2 separate regions of the Gossypium arboreum genome follow, and region 1 is linked to region 2. The links are chromatin contacts, called in public Hi-C maps. All regions are on one chromosome and are shown on one strand. Each heading gives the region's core, a stretch centred on a gene start, on an enhancer-like site or on the middle of the called end of the contact. The rest is flanking DNA. Distances are from core to core; before and after follow the strand shown.

The links. A called contact is a pair of places that touch in the nucleus more often than the background predicts.
Region 1: a Hi-C map of leaf shows a contact between it and region 2, with 2.2 times the contacts expected there. The contact joins the promoter of LOC108456797 here to the promoter of LOC108454907 in region 2. A contact is called at or near these places in 2 of 5 Hi-C or Micro-C datasets (both in leaf).

Annotation. Positions count from the first base shown.
Region 1 is chr5:62,472,497-62,479,138 of ASM2569848v2, reverse strand. It overlaps LOC108456797 (protein Iojap, chloroplastic), which reads right to left and starts at 5,105. Exons shown (of 7, transcript XM_017755475.2): 1 at 4,965-5,105; 2 at 4,337-4,399.
Region 2 is chr5:62,295,457-62,302,109 of ASM2569848v2, reverse strand. It overlaps LOC108454907 (probable BOI-related E3 ubiquitin-protein ligase 3), which reads left to right and starts at 4,203. Exons shown (of 2, transcript XM_017753530.2): 1 at 4,203-4,907; 2 at 5,001-5,847. The coding sequence starts at 4,566. The coding sequence ends at 5,537.

The sequences.
Region 1 (6,642 bases), core at 3,856-6,355, 180 kb before region 2:
TTTTCAAAGTTGTGTGAGACAGAGTCACAATGGCTCAAAATCCCCTGTTCAAGATTTAGAAAATCATTATAAATCGTAAAAAATGATTATAAGATAAAATTTATATGCTTAGACTCCTTAATGAGTCTAGTTTCAAACAAAATAAATGAAAACATATTTTAAATTACGTACAATGAGAAATTCAATTCTTAGTGAAGAGTAGTCGAATAGTCGAAAGCGAAAAATAGGAAAACTTTAAGAAAAATCGGTATTGATCACCAAACCAAAATTCTAAAAATTTTTGGATAGAAGATATATGAGTCTATTTTCATGGAAAATTAACGGCACATCATTTGGAGTTTCAGTAGCTCGATTACAAATAATTTAACGATTGTTGCTCGTAAAAACAACTTGTAGAGAATTTGTGGTTATGTTGTAAACATGGATAAAACTTGTTTTAGTTGCTCACAAGCTATTGATTAAACCCATACATGAATTCTAAATTGTGATATTATAAAATGATATATGAGTATTAGATGGAACTTTGATATTAAAATTTGTGAAATTGTAAGTTTATAAGTATTCGAATATGAAATGATAGTATGGCATGAAATTAAATTATTCATTGGAAAATGATAGATATAGGTTTAGCCAAGACAAAGTGTATACATGAAAGTATATGTGGTATGTGAAGTATATTTGGATAATTGAGATGTGAATACGTGAAAATTTATATTTTGATTTAGGATTTTATGTGAATGTGTATATATGAGATAAGGCCGAATGGCAAAGGTGATGAATGTGAACATGCATATATGAGATAAAGCCGAATGGCCAATGTGATGAATGTGAACATGCATATATGTGATAAAACTGAATGGCCAATGTGATGAATGTGAACATGCATATATGTGATAAGGCCGAATGGCCAATGTGATGAATGTGAACATGCATATATGAGATAAGGCCGAATGGCCAATGTGATGAATGTGAACATGCATATATGCGATAAGGCCGAATGGCCAATGTGATAATGTGAACATGCATATATGCGATAAGGCCGAAGGCTAATGTGATGAATGTGAACATGCATATATGCGATAAGGTCGAATGGCCAATGTGATGAATGTGAACATGCATATATGTGATAAGGCAGAATGGCCAATGTGATGAACGTGAAAGTATATATATGTGGTAAAGCCGAATGACTAATGCGAAACGTGTATGAGATGGATATGAGGTAAAGCCGAATGGCTAATGCGAAACGTGTATGAGATGGATATATGGTAAAGCCAAATAGCTAATGTGAGATATGTATGAGATGTGTATATATATATTGTGGCCAAATGACAAACGGTGGAAGGTTTGTTTTATTAGATATTTGACTGGAGTAAATGAATTACAAATATGATAGTCGATGTGAATGTTGTAACATGTGAATAAATATGCATGAAACTCTATGATGTAAACCCGGAATTAAAGACCAGATAATCATATGTGGTGACTATGTCTAGGTTAAGACCCGCTGACTTCGTGTGGAGATTTCATCTGAGCTAAAGGTCTCGCCGATAATCCAAGTAGAGTTTAAAGATATAAGACTTCGTAATAAAAATTGCTTATAAATATATTCAATGCAAAAGGTTAAACAGGTATGTACTCCAAATTTATATGTGAGCTTGATTTGAGCTAAATCATAAGGTAGTTATGTGATGCATACGTGAGCAATTTATGAGACTATTCCTATGATTATGTGACATCGGATCGGTGTGAGAGGTTATGTGAAATTATACAATATATCTATGTGAAAGTTTATCTGCCTATTGTATATGATGAGATGTGCATATTCGGTAAAGGGATGGTATGCCCGAAGGAAGAGTGAAATAAAAATACGAACTATGTTATAATTTGATTGTTATCTGTTGACACTACTTAAAACTTACTAAGCATTGTAATGCTTACTCCGTTTATTTTGTTTCCTCTGTTTTATAGATCTCATTTGAAAATTATAGGCTCGGGGATCGTCAGCAACTAGTCACACTATCACTATCCACTGCTTGTTACTGTTATGTTTTGAATTATTCTATGGCATGCATAGAATAGACCAGTGACCGAAGAATATTTTGGTTAATGTATATAAGCCATGCTAAAATGGCATCTTTTAAATGTGTACTTATAGAAGTTTAAATTGTATCCCTGACTGTCTTTAGTATTTATCTAAAGGAATGTTCTAAAAAAAACAATTTTACTATTCTGATATGAGTTTCAAGTCTGGTAATGCCCCTTCACCTATTCTGGCGACGGATACGAGATAGGGGTGTTACACTATCATAAATGGATCCTACAAAAGCTTCAAGAGAGGATGGGTTTCCAGCCTTATTTATCAAAAATGCTGGCCGATCTTTGGGGAGGATATCTCTACTTTTGACCTTCAAAGATCAAATGAAGGTATGGAATTTCATTCGATTAAGAAAAAAAAGTGTTAATCCCAAAAATTACGAATCCTTCTAGTATTACATAATTTAGACCAATTAGTTTATGCAATGTGCTTTATAAATTGATAACTAAGGTCATTGTTAATCGGCTTTGAGTAGTGATTCATAAATGTATCGATTTAGCACAAAGTGCTTTGTTCCAGGGAGGCTGATTTTCGATAATGTGTTATTAGCGTATGAAATTCTGCACACTTTAAAACACAAGAAGAGAGGGATAAAAGGGCTTATGGCTGTGAAACTAGACATCAATAAGGCATATGATAGGGATGAAAGGAATTTTGTGGAGGGGGTAATAAAGAAAATGGGATTTGATCCAAGATGAGTTGATTTGTTAATGAAATGTGTGTCTACAGTATCATATTCTGTAGTTTTAAATGGAAATATATGAGAAACTTTTTCTTCCATTTAGACAAGGAGACCCTTTAAGTCCGTTTTTATTTCTATTTTGTGGGGAAGGGCTCTTGAGTCTAATAAGGCTTGTAAAAGCAAGAAACATCCTTAAAGGAGTTAAAGCTAGTTGAAGTGGGCCAGCCATCTCTCATCTACTCTTTCTCGATGGCTATATCTTATTTGCAGAAGCTACTGAAAGGGGAGCACATTCTCTAAAACAAATATTGAATGAGTATGAGATGAGCTCAGGCCAATGTGTCAATTATGATAAATCATCTATTTTCTTCAGTACCAATACACAAGAAGAGGAAAGGGTTACAATTTCACAGATTCTTGGAGTAAGAAGATCAACTGATCCAGAACGATATCTAAGACTTCCCAATATGGTGGGTATAAGGAAGAGATCGTCTTTTCAAAATTTGAAGGATAGGTTTAAACAACAAATTGAAAGTTGGAGTATAAGATATCTCTTCTAAGGGGGAAGGAAGTTTTTATCAAAGCTATTCTCCAATCTATCCCAACTTATAAGATGTCTTGTTTTCTACTTCCTAAGGTTCTATGTGCTGAATTAGAGGGGATAATAGTCATAATAGGAAAGGTATTCATTGGTGCGCTTGGAAAGATCTATGCTTATTAAAAGAAGACGATGACCTTGGTTTTTGAGATCTTGCGAAGTTTAATGTTGTGTTATTAGCAAAGCAAGGGTGGCGTCTAGTTAATTATCCAAATTCATTATTAGCCCGCATTTTGAAGGCAAAATATTATCCTAATTTGAATTTCTACAAAGCTCGGTTAGGAAATTTACCTTCGCTCACCTAGAAGAGTGTTTGGGTCACGAGAGGGCTTTTGGAGAAAAGCTTATGCTGGAGGGTTGGGAGAGGTGATCAAATATCCATTTGGGACGATTTGTGGATATCAGGAAACGAAGTAGATAGAGTACCAAATCAAGATAACATTGAAAATATCAAGTTAGTATCGGATCTAATAGAAGCCAATAATAGAAGCTGGAAAACAAAGGTCGTAAGAAATACCTTTCGAATGGATATAGCAGAAAAAATCCTGAAGATTCCACTAGCAAAGACAACACACAAGGATTTTCAAGTATAGAGAGGGGAGTTGACAGGGGAGTTCTCCGTAAAGAGTGCCTATAAACTATTGCATGAAACTAGCTTGGATCCTAATAATTTTACTTTACATGCCAAAATTAAAAGCTTCTATAGGAAACTATGGAAACTATACATTCCCTCAAAAATACAGATTACAGTATAGAGATTTTCCTGGAACTTCATTCAGTCCCTTGTCAATCTAAAGCTTAAGAGGGTTGTGGTGGAAGCTCAATGCCCTAAATGTCGCCAAGGAGAAGAAGACAACATTCATATTTTTCAACAGTGCCCTACAACAGTTGAGGTATGGAACCAGTTAAATCTAACATGGGTATTAAACCATAACAATCTGAATATATGGGAATGGTTTACCTAGATCTTCGGCCAATGGACTACTGAGCAAATCTGACTTTTTTGTTGCGGATTCTAGTTAATCTGGTTCAACAGAAATCGATTACTATATGAAAGAAGAAATATGACAGGAATCGAAATAGCAAGGCAAACTCAAAACTATATCGTAGAGTTGGATGCAATAAAAAAGAGAAAACTTCCTCTTCAATCTACTAAAAATACCCAACAGGAATGTAGAAGAGGAAGGGTCACAATTCATTTTGATGCAGCATTTAAATGTCAATCGTCCAAATCGGCTACGGGTTTGCTTGTACAGAATGAGGAGGGAGAGATCCTTGCATCGAAAGCAGTCATACACTCCGAGATAGCAACTCCATTCATGGCAGAGGCATATGCAGTGTTACAGGCAGTAAAATTAGGGATTCTTATGGGATTAAATAAAATAAAAGTAGCGAGGGACTCGAAAACTGTCATTAAGAAATGCCAGAGTACTGGTATAGATAAATCGGTCATTGGAGCCATTATCAGGGATATTCAAAGCAGAAAAGTCAGATTCCAGGAGATTGAGTTTTATTATGTCCCTAAAGCAGGGAATATCTACGCACATGTTATCGTAAAGGAGGCCTTAAAAAGAAGAGAGAGTTTTTACCTGATGGGAGGAATTCCAGATTTGGCTCGTCAAGCTGTGGAGAACCCTCTGCTAAAGCCTCCAGACTGAGCAAATGAAGAAATGAAAGGTTTGGAAATAAAAGGTAGCAGATAAGAATTCATTTCAATTTTTGAAAACCTGCTATCATTAGTGGCTGGGTTGATTGACGTGAAAAGACACAAGATATTGGCATCCAGCTGTTAGATTTGGCTGGGATAGGAGAAGATTTGTTTGCTGTTTTAGTTTACTTGCATTTGGATGAGATGGGCTAGTTATGTTAGTTTGTTTTAAGACCGTTTGTTCTAGTAGTTTTTTTGGTTTTTTGTTTTTGATTTCTTTCTTTATGCTTTTTACTGGACCGTAGCCCAAACTCTGTTTTTTCATGTATTTTATTTATATTAATAAATCCAGTCAGATCATTCATTCAAAAAAAATATATTTTTAATCACAAATAGCATTTAACTTATATTTTTAAATTAATACTTATGTTAATTCAATCTTTAATTGTTAGTTTACTTTAAACAGTAATAAATTAAAAATTGTGACCTTAAAAGAAGACAAAAAATTATCTTTGTTCTCTCTTTTATATATATATATATATATATATATATATATATATATATATATATTAACTTAAATTCTTTTCCTTTCTTTTTCTTTCTCATCTTGAGCTTTTTTCTTTACAAGTATGGATATTTTGAACTTCATGAATTTGATCAAGGTTTTTTTGAATTGGACAGATGGTCGAACGTCTCAAGCCACTAAGTCTTGATTTGATTGATTTATCCGGTTCAATCAAATAAATTATTAAAAATACATAAAAATAAAAAAAAATTAAAAATAAAGAAAACTGATTCAATTAGTTGTATCGGTTCGAGAGTCAATCGATTCAATCTCTATTTCTAAACTAGTACTCAAACGATTTGGTCTGGTTCTGAAAACATTGGTTTTGATTTATGAAGGAACTTTTTTGATCTCGTCGGGTTGAGTAGGCAAGCGGTGGAGTTTAAAAATAAAATTAATTGATAGTGTCTTAACCTCGGGAGGGTGAATTTTAAGCGTTGCTAGTATTGCCAAACATTATTCAGGAAGAAGAAAGAAATATAGAAAAAGAAAGTAAAAGAAAACAAAGAAAATAAAAGAATTAAAAATTATCTTTAAAGTTTATATGACATGACAAGCTATTATCAACCGAAATTTTTAATGGATATAATATTCTAGTGTAAAATGGGTACCAAAAGAATAATTTAGGTATCACTTGTGACAAAAAAAAAAGTTCAGATATCAACTTGAGAAAAAATATAATTTAGATACTAATTTTTGAATTAAGTTTTTCCAAAAAATTGAATTAAGTACCAACTAGAAAAGAAAAATAATTTAGATACCACTTGTGACAAAAAAAATTAGATACCAAAATTGAAAAAGATATAATTTAAATGTCATTTTATGGGTTAAGCCATATCTCACACACATATATATGAAACACAAGCATATATAAAAACTTTTAATTCTATCCTAATTGTTTGAGTTCCAAAATATTTTTTAATTATATTTAAAATAAGTTCCATTTTATAATTAAATTATATATATGATTTTGTTACATTACTCCAAATACCAAAATTTTAAAATATGAACTACGAGTTGATTTCTCCATAAGGCTCCTTTGTTTTTCGTTGGT
Region 2 (6,653 bases), core at 2,954-5,453:
AAAAATTAATGTTTATTAACTTTGCTAATGTAACATATACGTGGATGTCATGTTAGTAAATAATTAATTTTAAAAAATATAACAAATTATTTTAAGAATTATTTAAAAATATTTTAATTAAAAAATTAATTAATTACTTACATGGCATACACGTGACAATTCATTTTATATCACGTCAATAAAGTTAACAAACGCTAACTTTTTCATCCTTTTGAAATAATTTAACAAATAATATAATTTTAAAAGTTAAAAAATTAAATAATTAAATAAATGACTAAACTGACTTTTTCTATAAAATTAAACAACCAAAAAATTCATTATATATATATTATTATATGTGACTTGGTAACGAATAAAACAGTTAACCATAAATCAGATTTCAAATAAACCGTAAATACCTCTATAAAGTTTCTAGAATTACGGATTGACTACTTGTATATTTGTTTTTCAAGGACCACTGGAGGGATTATTGTAGTCGAGTAGGAGGAAAGAGGTTAATTTGGTAAGCGATTCTCCTTAAAATAAACAAGCTTTTAATCCTCCTGTTCAGTTATTCATGTATTTGTATTCCACTTTTATTTTTATTTTATTTTTTTGAAAAAACTAAACAGAAAGGTTAATTAATTACATTCAAGAAATTTTGAGAAATAGTCTCTAGACTAGTCCAAAACTAAGGAATGCCGAACCATAGCAGGTGGAGACTCAAAGAATTGCATATCAACTCTAGAAGATAAAGCTTCTTTCGCCATATAATCAACTACTCCATTTTGCTCCATGAGAATATAGTGTAGTACACATAAATTCTCCTGCACCAGTATACTTTGGATTCGCCAAATCAAAGCAGAGTTCGATGTTGTTGTAGAACTATCTTGAATAGCCCGAACAACATCCAAACAATCCGAGAGAATTGTTACACAATCATGTCCTCTTCGTTGAACAAGCTTAAATCCTTCAAAAATGGTCCAAAGTTCAGCATAAAAAATCGAGCACTTTCAAAGATAGTGATTAAAACCAAAGAGCCATTGCACTTTTATTATTTTGATTATATCCTAATTCTACTATTAACAATTACAAAGTAAATTGTATATTTTAAAGTTATTTTTATTACTTTGTATTTTTAATATAGAAAAATAGTAAAATACGCCCATATAATAGAATTTAAACTTATTTCTCTAAAATTTTTAATATTTATATTTTATCATCAATCAATTTCTTATTTACTATTTATATTATTTTTATAAATATATTTATTAAATAATTTTATTTTTCAATGTGTATGATAATCTAATTTGTATATAATTTTAATATATTAATAATCACACTATCGTTAAGTTATTGGTATAATCTTAAATGAATTATATTGATTTAAGTGACCAATTTACGTCTATTCTAATGTCACAGAGATAGAACTTGAGCCTATCAAATCATATGACTTTAGGCGATTTCTTGAGTTCAAATTCGTCTAAGTCAACTTCACTCTCGAAAAATGAGAATTCACGTAGAAATTCTCGAAAAATGAAAAATGGTCTGATGTATTTCAATTCAGGCGGTATGTAAGTAAGTTATATTCATTGAAATTTGTACAAGTAGATTGAGCCTACATTTGTATTAGAGTGGTAACACCTGAGATTCGGATCTAGTTTATCGGACCAAATTTGGGGTGTTACAATCACACTTGTACCATGATTAATTATCAATTCAATAAAATTTCTAAACCAAAATTAAATATAATTCTAAATAAACTCATAAATACATAATAATATTTACGGACTCACCCGTCAGAAATAAGGTTTCAAAGCCACCATTTTTCGACACCATTGAAAATCGGGCTATTACACTTACCATTGCCATTCTTTGTCGACATATCTTTATCTCCCCTACCATTGCCCTTTGGTTTGAATTTGGGCATGGAAGACTCAAATTTTTTCGACTTCTTAGCACCCAACTCAAGAAACAACTCCGCAATGGTCATGGCTTTGGTAAGTTCCTCAACTCCACGACGCTCCAATTCTTGCTTAACCCACAACTTCAACTCATCCATGAAGAAGAGGAATGTCTCATTCTCACTTAGATAAGTGATTTGAAGCATTAGTTCACTAAACTCCTTCACATACTCCCTAATTGTGCCTTGTAGCGAGAACTTATGTAACTTATCTCGACCCTCCTTCTCAGCATATTGTGGGTAAAACTGCTCCTTAAACCTTTTTTGGAACTCAACCTAAGTCCTAATTTTGGTCCCACCTCGGTTTTCATCTGTGGACCTACCACGCCACCATAAAATAGTGACATCAGTAAAATACATGGAAACAATACTTACCTTAGCATCACCATCCTCGATGCCTATGATAAAGAAGTAGTGCTCCATTTCCTATAAGAAGTTTTCCACTTCCCTTACGAACCTTGCCCCTTAAACTTTTTTGGTTTTGGGACATCAATCTTATGGCTCAATGTCTAACTCAAAACCCCTTTTCCTACAACAACTCTGCACATAGCGAACTCTTCCTCAAGCACTTTGATTTTTTTTGTTCAAAGTCGTCACTATGGCTTTGAGAGCATCATTCTTTTCTGATAGCTTACCCATAACAATGCTGAGGAGCACTTGCAATGTGTCCATTTGGAACTAAAGGCCTCCACCACATATTCCTTGAACTATTCTTTCATCGGGTCCAACTTATCTGTGCGTCCCTCAACAACCTGAAGTGTTGCCTTCACTTCACCCTATGGATTCTTCGAGATGAACTACATGACTTTTCAAAGTCAACAACATATCACTCGATCTACTATTTTTCCTTCCCCTCCCAACACGGGTCTATATTAGGACATTCCACTCGTTTACTCTTTTTGTCATTACAATTGGTGCCTTCGATCACTGACTTGTACCAACTGTCACGAGGCTAGAACTTTAGTCTGGTAAGCCACGCAACCTTAAGCGAATTCTTAGGTTGAAATCTGCCTAAGATAGCCTTACGCTAGAAAAATGATAATTCACACAGCAATTCTCAAAAGCACCAAAACAAAGTGGAAGCAAACTCAAAAAAGAAAGAAGACACAAACGAACAAAAAAAGAAGAAGAAAAACATCACACACCAAATGTTTGAGTAAATGATCTCAAAATATTATTTAACTCAAGAATGGAATGAATACAAAAGAATTAAGAGGGCTCTATTTATAGTAGAGCTCCCCAAGATCTAATGGTACAGATCAAATTACAATGATGACTCATATTAGTTCTCATCTATAATAAGAAAGTCTTAAGGGATTTAAACTCTTTACATTTTATCCTTTAGGATTTATAGTAATTATCCTAGTAAAAATACAACTTACAGTTTAGCCATGATCCAAGTAGATGGGCCTTGAGTCTCTTCCAAGTAATGAGCTAGTCTTGTCGGGTCGAATAACCCCCAATGAACAAGAGAGATCAAAGTGTGCCTAGATCACAAACTCCTTTGTGCGGTATGGGACACTTACATCTCCTACTCACCATTAATAAAAAAATAATTTTACTTTCATCTTAGTTAAAATATCACAATTATTTTTAAGTATTTTTAAAATTATGAAATCAATTATTTATTTTCACTAATTTAATTTTTAAAATATAATTTAAAATACTACATTCTAAATTATTGAAGTTTATAATTTTAAATGTTATTAGTAATAAACTTAAATAGTAAAATATAGTAACCACCAAAAATTAGAATATGAAAAATTTATTGCAACAAAGTGATATATTTGAATATTGATATTATTTGCATAATGATTAATTTGGCCCCAACTTTATTCAGCTTTAGATCTCTATTTAATTTTTACTTCTTTTAACATTTAAAATAGTGTTATTTGTCAAATCATTCAAAATAAATTGAAAAGTTAAATTTGTTAATGTGACATACATAGATGGATTTCCACATCGATACTATGTTGACAATTAATTAATTTTTAAATATTAAAAATTTTAAAAATATTAAAAATTATATTTTTTAAATTAATTAATTGTTAATTTGACATCGTCGCATCAACAAAATTAGTAGATGTTAATTTTTTGTTCATTTTGAATTTGTAACAAGTTTAACGGCTAAAAATGATAAAATTAAATAAAAATAAAAATAACTTTAAAAAAATTAGAGTAGTAAATAAATTATTATTCCTATATATATTGGGTGAACTTATGCCTAAGATATAAGTGTATCAAGATCAGTTTACTTCTCTATCTACAAATCTAACCAAAATTGAAAAGAAAAACTAATTTAATATTAATTATCTTACTCTATCTCTAACCCGAACCAAACCCTAAATAAACCCCACCATACAGCCTTGCCACCTCTATAGCATGCCCCTTTTGTATTCTTTCCCTTTCAATTTTCGTCCTTATATCCCAAACCAAAGCAAACCAAACTCAAAAAACCCAATCTTCTTCTTTAATCTATGGCCGTTGAAGCTTCGCATCTCAATATCTTCTCTCCTTAATTCTTAGCGTACATGTTCCTTTTAAGCTTTTACGACTGAAACCAAATGATCATACATTCAGATCCAACCACCAACCTCTAACGTCTCTTGCATTCATTCTCTTAATGATGAATCCTATTGAAGCAAACGGCAATATGTTTGAAACGCAGATGGTATATGGAGTTCCGACGGTGGCGGCTCAAGGATTTCTTCCTTTATATAACTCTTTGGTTACCGATTCCTTCATCCATCGAAAGCCTACGGCAGCAATCAAATCGGAAAGTAGTTTGACGTACAACAATCTTCCTTTACCCAGGAAGCGTTCCAGAGATTCCGCTATGGTTTCTTTCCCTTCTCCACCTCACAAAAGCAACGAAACTTGCTCTCGTTTTTCTTTTCTTGGCCATGATATTTCCCTTCACATGGAGCAGCAACAGTTGGATATTGATCGCCTCATCTCACAACATGTAAGCCTAAAGAAAAAGATCAATTCTTTAGTTTTATCGATTGCTTTTAAAGTTTGAGAATTGATGGAGTCTGGATTTTTTGTGTTTATATAGATGGAGAAAATGAGGGTGGAGATAGAAGAAAAAAGGAAGAGGCAAGCAAGGAAAATAATGGAAGCCATTGAAGAAAGAGTAACGAAGAAACTTCGAGGCAAAGAGGAAGAAATGGAGAAGATTGAGAAAATAAATTGGGCACTTGAAGAAAGAGTGAAATCCCTTTGCATAGAGAACCAAATTTGGAGAGATTTGGCTCAAACCAATGAGGCCACCGCCACTGCCCTGCGGTCCAACCTAGAACAAGTCCTCGCGACGGCACAGCAGGTTAAGGTCGACAAGAGAAACCGTGGCGTAGGATTAGAAGCGGCGGCGGATGATGTTGACGATGCGCAATCATGTTGCGGCAGCAGTTGGGACGTGGAGAAAAATGGCGACGGCGGCAGGCTATGCCTGACCTGTAGGGTGGAGGAATCATGTGTGTTGCTGCTACCATGTAGGCATTTGTGCTCATGTACTGTTTGTGCGCCGCGCCTTCACATTTGTCCAATTTGTAAATCTCCGAAGAATGCAAGCCTTCAAATTAAAATGTCATAAAAGCTCTTTATTATAATAAAAATAATAATAATAGTAATACATTAAGCACCCCAAAACAAAACAGGAAAAAAATATTGTTTCAACTTAGTAACCCCAAATTTTGTAATTAGTTAGTTTAGATTATTTCTTTTTTCTCCCACTTTCAAATTTCAGTTTTCATTTCTTCCTGCAATGAAGAGGAAGTGACTTCTTTAATTTGCTTTCAATTTACTTCTTTAAGTTTTCAAGCTAGTTTCTTTTTTCTTTTTCTTTTGTGATTATTTTAATTTTGTGATTTAAATAAACGAGTTTTAGATTGTGATTTAAATAATTTTAATTTGATATTTCAAATATTTAACTTTTGACCTGCACATTATTTGATTGGATTTCTTTATTAATTTATTAAATGTTAAAGATAAATTGATATAGTGAACCAGAGATTTTGAATATTTAGATTTGAGTTTTATTATGTATAAATCGTGTTGATAAGATTAAAATTTGAGTATAGAATGTAAATTATGTGGACTCTTACTTCAATTTTTTATAGGTTTTTTCAAATTTATACTTTGTAATAATAATTGATTAAGATATATTATCTTTATACTTATAACTCAAAATAAAAATTAAAGGCCTTTCACATTAATTATTTAAAATTTAATTTGGATAGGACGAATTTAAGTTATTAATTTGATGGTGAAAGATTTTTATTTTATTTTTTAAATTAAGTCAATTCCCAGATATATTTAACTCAATTGTCAATTTTGTGGGGAACTCGAATATTTGAGATTGACTGATTAAGTTTATGAAACAAAAAAGTATCTTAATATTGCACATAATTACGAATATAAAAGATAAAATAGTAAAAGAAATTTTGAATTTGACTTAATATTTAAAATTATTTATAGTTTAATTTAAAATTATTAATTATAATTTTATTTAAAATTGAGTCGTTGTAGTTTTATTGACCGTTAAAATAGAGTTATAGTTTTTTTAAAATGAGTTATAACTTAAATAAAATTTTAAGCATACTCATTATCAACAAATTAAAATAAATAATAATTAAGGTTAAAATATTTTTTAAAAAATGGAGCATTAAAGTAACGACTAAAAGTATCAAATAATATTTAAAAGATGGTG